2 separate regions of the Ovis aries genome follow, and region 1 is linked to region 2. The links are chromatin contacts, called in public Hi-C maps. All regions are on one chromosome and are shown on one strand. The core of a region is the stretch at or near the end of the contact, and the rest is flanking DNA. Distances in the headings are between cores, read along the strand shown.

Region 1 (5,276 bases), core at 2,572-5,071, 470 kb after region 2:
ATGGCACATTAGAAAAAACTATTAGTATATTTTGTGTCTGTTGGGCAGAGTATTTAATAAATAGTAAGGTCCTTTCTCTAACAAAGCAGGTTCCTAGAGCGATTGGAAACTCATTCCATTGTGTTGGCAGGTTGAATACCATTTCCCCAATCTCATTATTAAGGGGAGCCGGAGACTAAATGTAGTCACTTACATGGCCCTTCAGCTTCTATGTAACCCTGGGTTTCACTGTTACCCTCTCCTGGGAAAGGGGTGCTCCCTTGAGAAGCAGCCCCCTTTCAGGAGGACCAGCTTAATCTGGGACATGTCCAAGATGGTGGCCAATCTCTGGAAGGCCTGGGGCTTTCCAGGGATGGCCTGGAGCTAGTCTCAGACCAGATCAGTGGAGTTTGGCCAAATCCAGACAGAAGAGATCCAGCGGACACTGAGGTCAGTGCCTTCTACCCAGGAGAGCGACCAGTGGTCCAGTGTGGGGTTTTTCTCCTTTGGCCCATATGCTCTAGTTAAGAGAACTAGAGAACTAGAACTAGCTTAGTTCTCTTAACTACTGTCCTCTAAGTCTGATCACTGAAATCCCCTCCTTTATCTGTTTCTTGCACTATACGCCCTGGTCCCTTACAAAGCTTTGAGCCCCAGAACCGCTTTCATGAGTAAGTTCGAGTTCCTATTCCAGTTCTTCAAGCAAGGGTGTTTTGTCTCCCAAGCGACGGTTTTCACATTTACTTTGTGTTTCAGAAGATGATTTTTAGACTAGTACCACTGGCCCCTGGGCAGATTTTCCTTGTGTGACACCTGAGGTACAGTCACTCTTAGGCCCTTGCCCTTCATTTCATCCTAGCATGTGAGAAAGGTAGTTTGACATCCATTCATGTATTCATCCCACAAGTATTTATTGAGCACCTACTCATTAGAGCTAATCTCAGATTGCGTGCGGTCATTATTCTCAGCTATGCCACAAGGATGGAGTAGGTCCCAAGTGATCTAACCTGAAAAGTCATTTTGAAATCATAATTGCCAGCCAGAACCTCCCCATGGCACTGCCTCCCATGGACCAGTGCGGCAGCACACAAATCCCACACCCCGCCGTCCCTGGGGGAATGCCCAAGTATAAGATGATTTGACTTCAAAGTGGGTCCCACAGCACAGAGTGGAGCAGAAGAACAGAAAGAGGCCTGGGTCTGCAGCAGACACACTTCTGTTCTTGGCTGCAGCTCCCACCAGCTCGGCGAATTTGGGCGAGTCATTTCACCTCTGTTCCTTCATTTCCTCATTTCTAAAATGGGGATGAGGACCTGACCCTTCCACCTTTGTACAGTTATTATGAGGATTTCCGTATTTACTTGGGTGAAGCTGCCAATTTTTTCTGAGCAGTTTTATGGACCAATTGCAGGTGCATTGGCCAGGAAGAATAGTTTGCCTAAATCGGGGCCTTCACACGCCGTCTTTTGATGTTGCATCCAAGCCTCCACTCAGAGAGGGGGAGGCAGCAGGGGCCAGCGGGCAGGAGTTGAGGTCGCCACTGCCATACATCCACTGCCCCTGGCTCTGGATCCACAATGGACCGGACCTGCCTGCAGAACTCTCCATTCCACTCTAGCTGTGGGTCGTGCCCTGTTGCAGGAGGCAGTGGAAGTGAGAACCAAGTCACCACCAGCCCTGAAATCAGACTGCTTTGGGTTTGTATCCCAGCTCTACCCCTCTAACAGCTGTGTGATCTTGGGCAGATGACTTTACCTCTCTGTTTCAGCAGTAAAATGAGAAGGTAGTACCTCCCCGTATCGTAGGCATGAAATGACACAGTCCTTGTAAAGAATGGGACCTGGAGAGTGCTGTTGTGAAGGTGGTGATAATCAGTAGGAAACCTGTGACATCACTGAGCTCCTGGATTTCCTTGGTCCATAGAAGTAGCATTGAAACAAAACAACCTAATGTTTGTTAACACACATGCACACACACACGTGCGCACACACACTTCAAGTCACTACATTCTTTTCTCTCTCACTGTCCTCCACCCCACCCCCCCCCCCCCCACCCCACCCCCGCCCTTAATTTAGGTTTTAAAATCGAGACCTTGACACTAGACTTGTTTAGAAGAGCTCTCTGGGTGAGTAATAAAAAGCAAAGGGTTATTGTTAGGAGCAATAGGTTTTTTGAGGAAGTTTCATTTAATAGATTTCCTTTAAGTTAGGCCCCCTCGCCCCCTCACTCATGTTACTTTTTTAAGGGAGATTTTCAAGTGCATTTAAAGAGAAAGGGAAGTGACTGAGACTCCTATAGCTCAGGGCTTTTATATCCACTCCTTATGCCTGGCAAAACCTTGACTTAGTGGGTGTGCCTGATCTCCGTTGGGGAGCAGGAAGGGAACCCCTCTAAGGAGCTGTGAAGTAAGCCCATGCTCAGGTGCTGCCCATCCTGGTGGTGGTCTTGGACAGCCTATTTGAAAGGTAGAAAGGCCCACCTATCTAGGTAAGAGGAGGCTGCCTCAGATGGGCCCAGGAGCAATCAGCTGGCTGCACTGAGTGGGGAGGGCCTTGAGCTGGTCTTTGAAGAATTAGGAGGATTTAGATAAGCCGGAAGGGGATGGGCATTCCACTCTGGTTGCCCAGCATCGGGGCCAAAAATGAACAAAGGCTTTGGGGAGGGGGCTGGGTGGAGGGAGAAACTGGGCAGTCGGCTTGGAGGGCTCTTGGTGGAGCAGGGGAGCAGCTGGTAGGAAAGGGGGTGCTGAGCCATGGTGCTTGAACCTGCCCTCCAAGCCCTAAGGGTGTCCCTTGGAGGAAAGTTTGGGAGTTTGGAAAAGACTCGCTGAGAAGAGGGCTTTGTGATACGTGGCAAGTGGCAGGTCGGCGGGGGGGAGGAGTGGTCAGAATGGCTTGGAGGGTCCAAGGGGCAGGCATAGGAGTCCCATGGAGGGGAGACCCTGTAACACAGTCTTGAGGTTTGAGAGCCCGGCCACGGCAGTAGTAGAAATAGAGAAGTTGGTGAGGAAAGCTTGAAAGATGAGGTGAGTGGCCAGGAGATAAGGCAGATGTGGGGCGCAGCCTTTTGGGGACAAGGAGGATTAGGGTGGGGCATGTTGAATTCTCTCACACAGCAGTGGCGCAGAGTGCCTTTCTGTTTGTTAGCTTCTGAAGGGAGTGGTCAGCAACAGCTCACGTGTGCGCAACCAGAGGTTCCGTGAAGCTTTTAGTGAAGCATCCTCAGGAGCTGGGGGAAGCAATGCCACTTCTTTCTGGTTATTTGCAAGGTTCCAGCCATCGCTGCTCAGGCCGGAATTTCCAGGAACTGGCAGCTGGCTGGAGCCAATTGGTCCCTCCCAGCCTCGCACTCCGAGGGTGGGGCCCCATGGGTGGAGGCCCCTCAGGGTGGAGTGGGGTGGGTCTCCAGCGATAGGGCGCCCGGTGGAGAGGCAGTGGCCTCACACAGCCCTTCTGGATTTGATTATATAACACATCACAGGAGAAAACTCAGGGCCAAGGCAGGCTGCGTAAGCCATGTGCACAGCAGGATTATGCATTAGGGGTGCTTTTCAACCGAGTTGGGGTCGCTGGCCCTTAAAACTAAAAAACAAAAATTGTCGGCATGGGGAGGAAAACTGCGTACATAACCTTAATAGGGAAAATGACTAGTGTTCACTAAAATTGCTTTAAGAAAGATGTGGTAGGCCACTAACTAAGTGGCACTGAACTTGAGAGTTCACCTAAAGGATATGGGTTTGTGTCTCCCCGCCCCCACCCCTGCTCTGCTGGGCCCTAGTCTGGAAAAGTGGAGGGACTTCACTTGGTTGTTACCTTTGCACCTGTCCTTATTTACATGCAAAATCAATTGCTTCACTTGGTCTTTCCGAAGTACAGGGTGTGGGCAGAATCTTATCTGAAGCCATGTCCTGTTTGGACAAGTTGGACTGCCTTGGCAACTCTCCATAGGGTGGAGCAGATGGGTGGAGGCAGGAAAGTAAAATTGGGTGGCTTGTTAGCCCAGAGAGGAGAGAGGGCGGATTGTTTGCTCATGGATCATTATATTTAATCTGAAACTAAATAATTAACTTCTTTCCCATTTACAAAACATTTTGATGCAAAATAACTAATTTATGAGGGGCAAAGATTTAGAAGTGTTCCACGGAATTTTTTTTTCCTTTCACACCAACAGTAGAAGACTGAGGTAGGAGAAAAATCAGCGAGTGTCATGAAAACGAGATGCCTTTCCAGGTAGGTGCCAGCGTTCAGCTGCTCTGAAAGGAGGCTCCGACTTAGAAATGTCCACTTCCATCTGTTGCCCGGCCCCTTGGATTTCTGGCCAGAGCAGCTGCCATTAAATACGCAACTCCTTGGAGCTCTTGAAAGAGTTAGGGTACAAAAGTAAAGAAAGAAAAGTTTAGTTGGAGAGGAAGTTTAGGAATGTTACCTGCCCACCCTGGTCCTCCTCCTGACCAAGAATCTCTCTCACACACACACACACTCAGCCACGCACCTTTATTTTTTTTAATTTGTCTTTTTTATTTTTTCCCTGAAGTTCCTTTTGGGAGTGAGAGGTGAAAGGAGGCAGCATGCTTCCTCCTTTAAAGCCCAGAGGCTTGGATGGGTTGAAAGGGGCACTTAACAGACGATGTGCTGGTTTGGCCATCCTTTTTTTCTCCTTACACCTGGCTGAGGTCGGCTAGGAAACAAAAGATCAGCTTTGAAGGAGGCAGATAGTCTGGAAGCTTAGGGTCAGGCTGGGCTTGGGGAGAAGGATCCAGGGTCCCTTTGAGTGCATTAGACAGGAGAGGAGAAGGGAGAATGTCAGAGCAAATCCTGATAGATCGCCAAGAAATTTATTTCGATACATTCTCTCTCCAGACCCCCCTCCATCCCCTGCCACACACCTCCCTCCTCTTTCCCTTTCTTCCCCACCCCTCCCCCATTCTTCTAAGGAAGGGGCAGTTATTTATAAGGTTGTTTCTGTAATAAAATGTGCCATAGCTTCAAGGCAAGCCATTTTCAAAGGAGGCTGGCAGCATAACCTCTTACATTAAGCCCTGTGTGTATTTCTAAGCTCTGCAGCTCATTTGTACCCTCATGAAGCAATTGTCAAGTAGGCCCCATGGAGGGCTGAAAAGGACCATGTGAGAGGGAACTATAATTGCTTGTGAAACTTCATGTAAGTGATTCACCAAAGCTTCTTAAGACATAAACATGCAGTTGTGCATCTTGACAAAAATCTGAGCCTTCTTATGACAGCTGAAAAAAGTCAGAAGCATAAGCAGAGTGTGAAGGAAAATGTTTTTTCCTTTTGAA
Region 2 (5,451 bases), core at 803-3,302:
TATTGTCTGACTCTTTGTGACCCCATGGACTGTAGGCCACCAGCCTCCTCTGTCCATGGGATTTCCCAGCAAGAATACTGGAGTGGGTTGCCATTTCCTTCCCCAGAGGATCTTCCCCACCCAGGGATCGAACCTGGGTCTCCCGCATTGGCAGGTGGGTTCTTTACCATCTGAGCCACCAGGGAAACACTTTCCGGATTTACCTGTATTAAAGAATTTTTTGTTTTTTGGTTTCATTGAGGAGAGCTCTTGGGGGAGAATGTGGGGTGGGGTAGGGGGGCTACAGGGGTCTCCTGTGGCTCTCTGAGGAAGGCAGCCTGAGCTGAGGAAGCCCTGTGTGTGGGCGGGGGCGATCACCACCAGAAGGAATAAAAACACAAGGAGAAGCCAGCCCCGTTCAGCGGACCACGGGAAGGTCTGCTCTGTTGTTTGAAGCTTTTCTCTAGTCTGTGGCAAGCCTGCAGATTCAGTAACGACCACAGCTGTGCTTGGGCCCAGGCTTTTCCTGGGAGGCCTGTCCGCCTTCAGAGCAGGAGCAGAAGCAGCTGGTGTGGCCGCCCTCCTCCCAGCTCTCTCTCCAGTTTCTGAACAGTGTCGGGATCAGCCGTGCTTGGGATGCTCATCCGTCCAGAGATTTTATCAGACTTCTGATGAATCTAATTCCGGTGAAAGGGAGCAGAGGAAAACGAGCTGTTTAGGTTCATGGACAATGTATTTCTGGGCAAGAAATGTGACTCTGTCCCCTTCTGTTGAAGTAAGTTTGAAAGTGTCAAATAGTTTTTTCATTTAGGTCTTCACTATGGGAAGGCAGAGAACCACGGAGAAGATTCGGGTTTTCCAGACCCTGTAAAGGGGACAGCTGGCCACTGCAGGGATCGCTTCCTCATCTCTGAATTCCCCTGGTTAGTTGTCTTCCTACTTCATGCTCTGAACCAGGAGCAGCAAAAGGAAGGAAAAGCAGGGCAAGTGGCTGGCTCTAGAGTGACTGCTAAGGGCTCTGACCTCAGTGCACAGCTGGGGTGTGGGGGTGGGGTGGCCTGCAGCTGGTCTTGGTGGGGCTCCTGGGGGAGCCCCTGCTCGGCTAAGGCCCACTGACCTTCTAGTGTCTATGGGAGTCTCACTTTCCTCATCCAGCACAAGAAGGCTTGGGCGAGGGCATGTGTTGTTCATTCATTCACAGATCTATTTATTTATTCATCCATCTAACTTTTTTTTTTTTTTTTAACACACTGACTCTGCCAAGAACTGGGGGTATGGAAACAAACAAGACTGGATTCCTGCCCTCTGGGACTCACAACCTTGTGGGCAAGGTAGATCAATATGCAAATCAATCTAGAAAAGTCATCTGCAGGTTAACGGGAATGTGTAAGAGCCTAGCCCTGCCTGAGAATGAGGAGAAAGTTGATCTTGAAGGATGGGTTAAGGATGCCAGGAGGGTGGAAGAGTCTGGAGCTTGCAAAAGAGCTTTGCCTGAGAACAATGGCAAGGTTGAGAGGTTTTCAGAGCAGGGAGTGAAAACTAAAGAGGGCAACGTGGACTATCCAGTTCTCAGCATGCAGCTGAGATTCCAGTTTCTCAAGAAAGGAATTTTTCCTTTCTCCAAACTCTGAGAACCCTTGAATCTTTGTATCAGGGTCTCCCAACACTGTTTATAGACCACAGATCAGGTGATTGACATTCATTTTACCAGGGCAGATGTGGGAAGACATTTCTTGTTGCTTTTTCCTGCATAGACTCTTTGATGAAGGCTGTTGTGAGTCTTATCCTTTATGGGGTCAAGCCTCCTTGGAGAATGAAGGAGGGTGATAAGCCATCTCCCCAGAAAATGCATAGTTTTCCACAAAATTTCAAGTGTTTTGAGAACCATCCCCCATTCGAAACCCTCCCACACACTACAGATAAAGAACTGCCCGCAACCCCACCTGACCTCAGACTGTGGATCTGGGGATTGGAAAAGCCTAGTGTGGACACAGAGCTGCACGGGGACTGGCCCTGATGTGGGCGTTCAGCTTAGAGACTCTTTGAGTGTAGTTCACCTACAGACAGAGCTCGGAAAGGAAACTGAATCCTTTTGCAGAAGGCTTCAGCAGGGCCGATACTAGCATGAGGCAAATGAAACCTTTGCAGTGGGTGTAAATCATAAAGGAGAGGGTGCCAAACAATTCAGTAACGAGATATGTAATATTTTAATGCACTTTAAAAAGTCAAAATAGATGCAAAAATCCATGATGAATACAGTTTCACAATTTTCCGCAAAGATGGGATGTACTGTACTTGCATGGCCCTGCCCCTCTTGCCCCACCCTCATCCCAGCCCCTATTTGGAAACAAGAACTGCACAGCCTTAAAGTCCCAAACTTGTATTTGAATAAGACCTTGAGTGTCAGTATCTGGGCTTCCCTGGTAGCTCAGTGGTAAAAAAACCTGCCTGCCAACTGCAGGAAACACGGGTTCAGTCCTTGGGTGGGGAAGAATCTCCTGGAGAAGGGAATGGCGACCCACTCCCGTGTTCTTGCCTGAGAAATCCCATGGACAGAGGAGCCTGGCGGGGTCACAAAAGAGTCAGATACCACTGAACAACTAAACACTGAGTGTCAGTAAGTTGATGCCTGGACGCTGCTGAGGTGTTTCTGTGAACACTGATTGATTCCTTGGCCAGGCTTAAGCCTCTCCGCCTGCCGGCCCACGTTGGCCCAAGGAACATGTGTTGGCAGTGACTCAGACATTCCAGCAGGTGGCACTCTTGCTCCAACCAGGTCCCCTGAAAAGGGGCGTCTTAGCCAAACTAAAGGGATTCAAGCTAGTTGCTTTTTGCCAGTTGTTTTTTGAAGGGCCAGGAAGAATCCCGAGCAGGTATTGTGGGGGTAAAGGGAGGTGCTCTATAAAGAGGATTGGAGGAAGAATCTGGAGAGCCAGAGCAAGGTAGAGCCTTATAACAGGCTGTGCTTCTCTTTAGCAAGCGAGGAAAATGAGAATTTCAAACCTCTTTCTGTTCTCAGATGCAGTATTGACACACGTGGCACGGGAGAGCAGAACAGGACGAATGGTTTTCTGTGAAGCATGGCCGGGTGGCAAGAGCTCCCTACTTACCTGCAGTGTTGCTCCACTTGCCAGCTGTGACCTTGGACACTGCAAGCCTGAGATGGTTCATCTTTAAAGGGGGATTACTGCAGCTGCCCTGATGGAGGGTTGTTGGAGGCTTGCTGGAGGATTAAAGAAACTGATGACCAAAAGGCTACTAGTACCAAGTGCGTGTTCAGTCAACTCGCTGCTGCGATGGACTTGTAGGCGAAGGCTAAGCAGCGAGGTTTTGTGGCCTTCCTTGTCTGTCACATTAATTTAAAAGATGACCTCAGAGTGACCCAGAGACATAACTTGATAAGGAACCATGGCTTGAGCAGAAGCAGCCAGAAGAATTTCCCACCTGGATCGAGTTTCACAGGTGTGATTTTTGAACCAGGAAATCAAACTGGGTTCTCTGGCAGTACTGTCTCACCCTCAAGACCTGGGAAACGTCTGACCACCAGGTGACAGGTCCCACTTAAGCTGTGCATTGTTGCAGAAAGTATCCATTTACACATAGGTATATCAGAGCCTTCCCATGAAACCACTGTGTCTCCCTGCAGTTCTGAAATCCTGACCTCTCAAAGATGCCCCCAGATGAACTGTTCTCCACTAAGAATGAAATAAATCAGTGATGGTTCCTTCTTATTGAAGCTTACTTCATGGCAGTTACTTTAATAAGTACTTTACATGCATTCATTCATTTATGCCTGGAAACCAACCAGAGAGGTAATCAAACCAATTTTACAGACATGTAAATTTAGGTTTGGGGCTTCCCAGGTGACACAGTGGTAAAGAATCCCCCTGCCAATGTAGGAGATGCAAGAGACTCGGGTTTGATCCCTGGGTCAGGAAGATGCCCTGGAATAGGATATGGCAACCCCCTCCAGTGTTTCTTGCCTGGAAAATTTCATGGATAGAGATCCTGGTGGGCTACAGTCTATGGGGTCGCAAAGAGTTATACATGACTGAACACACACACACACACAAATTTAGATTTAGGGAAACTCAGTACTCTTGCCTGGAAAATCCTGTGGACGGAGGAGCCTGGTGGGCTGCAGTCGGACACGACTGAGCGACTTCACTTTCACTTTTCACTTTCATGTATTGGAGAAGGCAATGGCAACCCACTCCAGTGTTCTTGCCTGGAGAATCCCAGGGACGGCGGAGCCTGGTGGGCTGCTGTCTATGGGGTCGCATGGAGTCAGACACGACTGAAGTGACTTAGCAGCAGCAGCAGTACTGGGTCAGGCTTCCCTGGTGGCTCAGATGGTGAAGAATCTGCCTGCAATGCGGGAGACCTGGGTTCAATCCCCGGGTTGGGAACATACCTTGGAGGAGGATATGGCAACCCATTCCAGTATTCTTCTCTGGAGAATCCCTGACAGAGGATACTGGCAGGCTGCAGTCCATGGGGTTGCAAAGAGTCAAACACGACTGAGCAACTCAGCACAGCACAATACTGGCTCCTTCAGCCAGGAATTGGTATAAACTTAGGTCTGACTTCCAAATCTATCTATGTATCTATCAATCTATCCATCAATGTATCTATCATCCATTTATTTGATACATTAAATACTAACTATTCTGATCTATTAATTAAAGCAAGTTCCTCTGAGGCACTGAGGGCCTAGGGAAACGTTTGTTGGTCTCGATTTGAGGCTTCTTTCTTGAACATATAGAGATAGTCATAGCTGTATCTTTGCAGATACATATATACATAACACATACAGGTGACTTTCTAAGGAGCATGTTCTTACTCAGAGGCCCCGTAGCCCAGATGACAGTGCACTCTGGTGTCAGCTACTCTTCAGAGAGTCCCTGGAGAGAGAGTTTTGTGCCATATCCTCTTGTGTGGGAGGACAACCAGACAGAGTCAGTCTCTGCTCCACCCCAAGCTTCCTTCGAAGGCACGGGCAAAGCTCTTTGGATTGAATGGTCTCATTTTTCAAAGGGAAACTGCCGGATAGGAGAGGAAGTGTCAGAACAACAAGATCACTTTGACCTGGAAGAAGGAGCAGGAAAGTGAATGCCGTCTTCCCAGAGGAGAAACATCACCGGCCATCATAAGGGGATCTGGCTTCCCAGTTCCTAACTGGAGAAGACGGCTCCCTGTCAAAGTGGGGGCATGGGGGGTAGGGAGTGCAGAGGTCTCTGTAAATACAGCTCTTGGAGTCCGTTTCGGAGCTGGTGTGGACAAGTGAGAATTACCACCTATAGCATGCTTTTTCTCCTCACAAAATGCAGTTTGTTTACTCTATGTTTATATTATAGCTCAATTCAGATTAATTTTCTCTGTTATGGGGGTCCCTAGAGAATCTACTTTATTAGATTAAGTGGATTTTAATTAGTCAATTGGAAAACAAGTTCTTCTCTAGGACTTAAAAAC

The links. Hi-C and Micro-C count contacts between places; a contact is called where the count stands out from the background.
Region 1: a Hi-C map of hypothalamus shows a contact between it and region 2, with 6 times the contacts expected there. The contact joins two enhancer-like sites. A contact is called at or near these places in 9 of 16 Hi-C or Micro-C datasets (blood, hypothalamus, liver and 4 more).

The regions. Positions count from the first base shown.
Region 1 is chr6:58,652,215-58,657,490 of ARS-UI_Ramb_v3.0, forward strand. All of the region lies in intron 1 of KLF3 (KLF transcription factor 3), which reads left to right. Among named protein-coding and RNA genes, the nearest start is that of KLF3, 8.0 kb to the left of the region's middle. Within about 2 kb of position 3,822, at least 33 of the 54 cell types and tissues checked have an H3K27ac peak or open chromatin away from gene starts, as enhancers often do. A contact at or near this core is called in hypothalamus, liver and tail adipose tissue, where this site is marked.
Region 2 is chr6:58,180,504-58,185,954 of ARS-UI_Ramb_v3.0, forward strand. No RefSeq gene overlaps it. Among named protein-coding and RNA genes, the nearest start is that of TBC1D1, 260 kb to the left of the region's middle. Within about 2 kb of position 2,053, at least 33 of the 54 cell types and tissues checked have an H3K27ac peak or open chromatin away from gene starts, as enhancers often do. A contact at or near this core is called in hypothalamus, liver and tail adipose tissue, where this site is marked.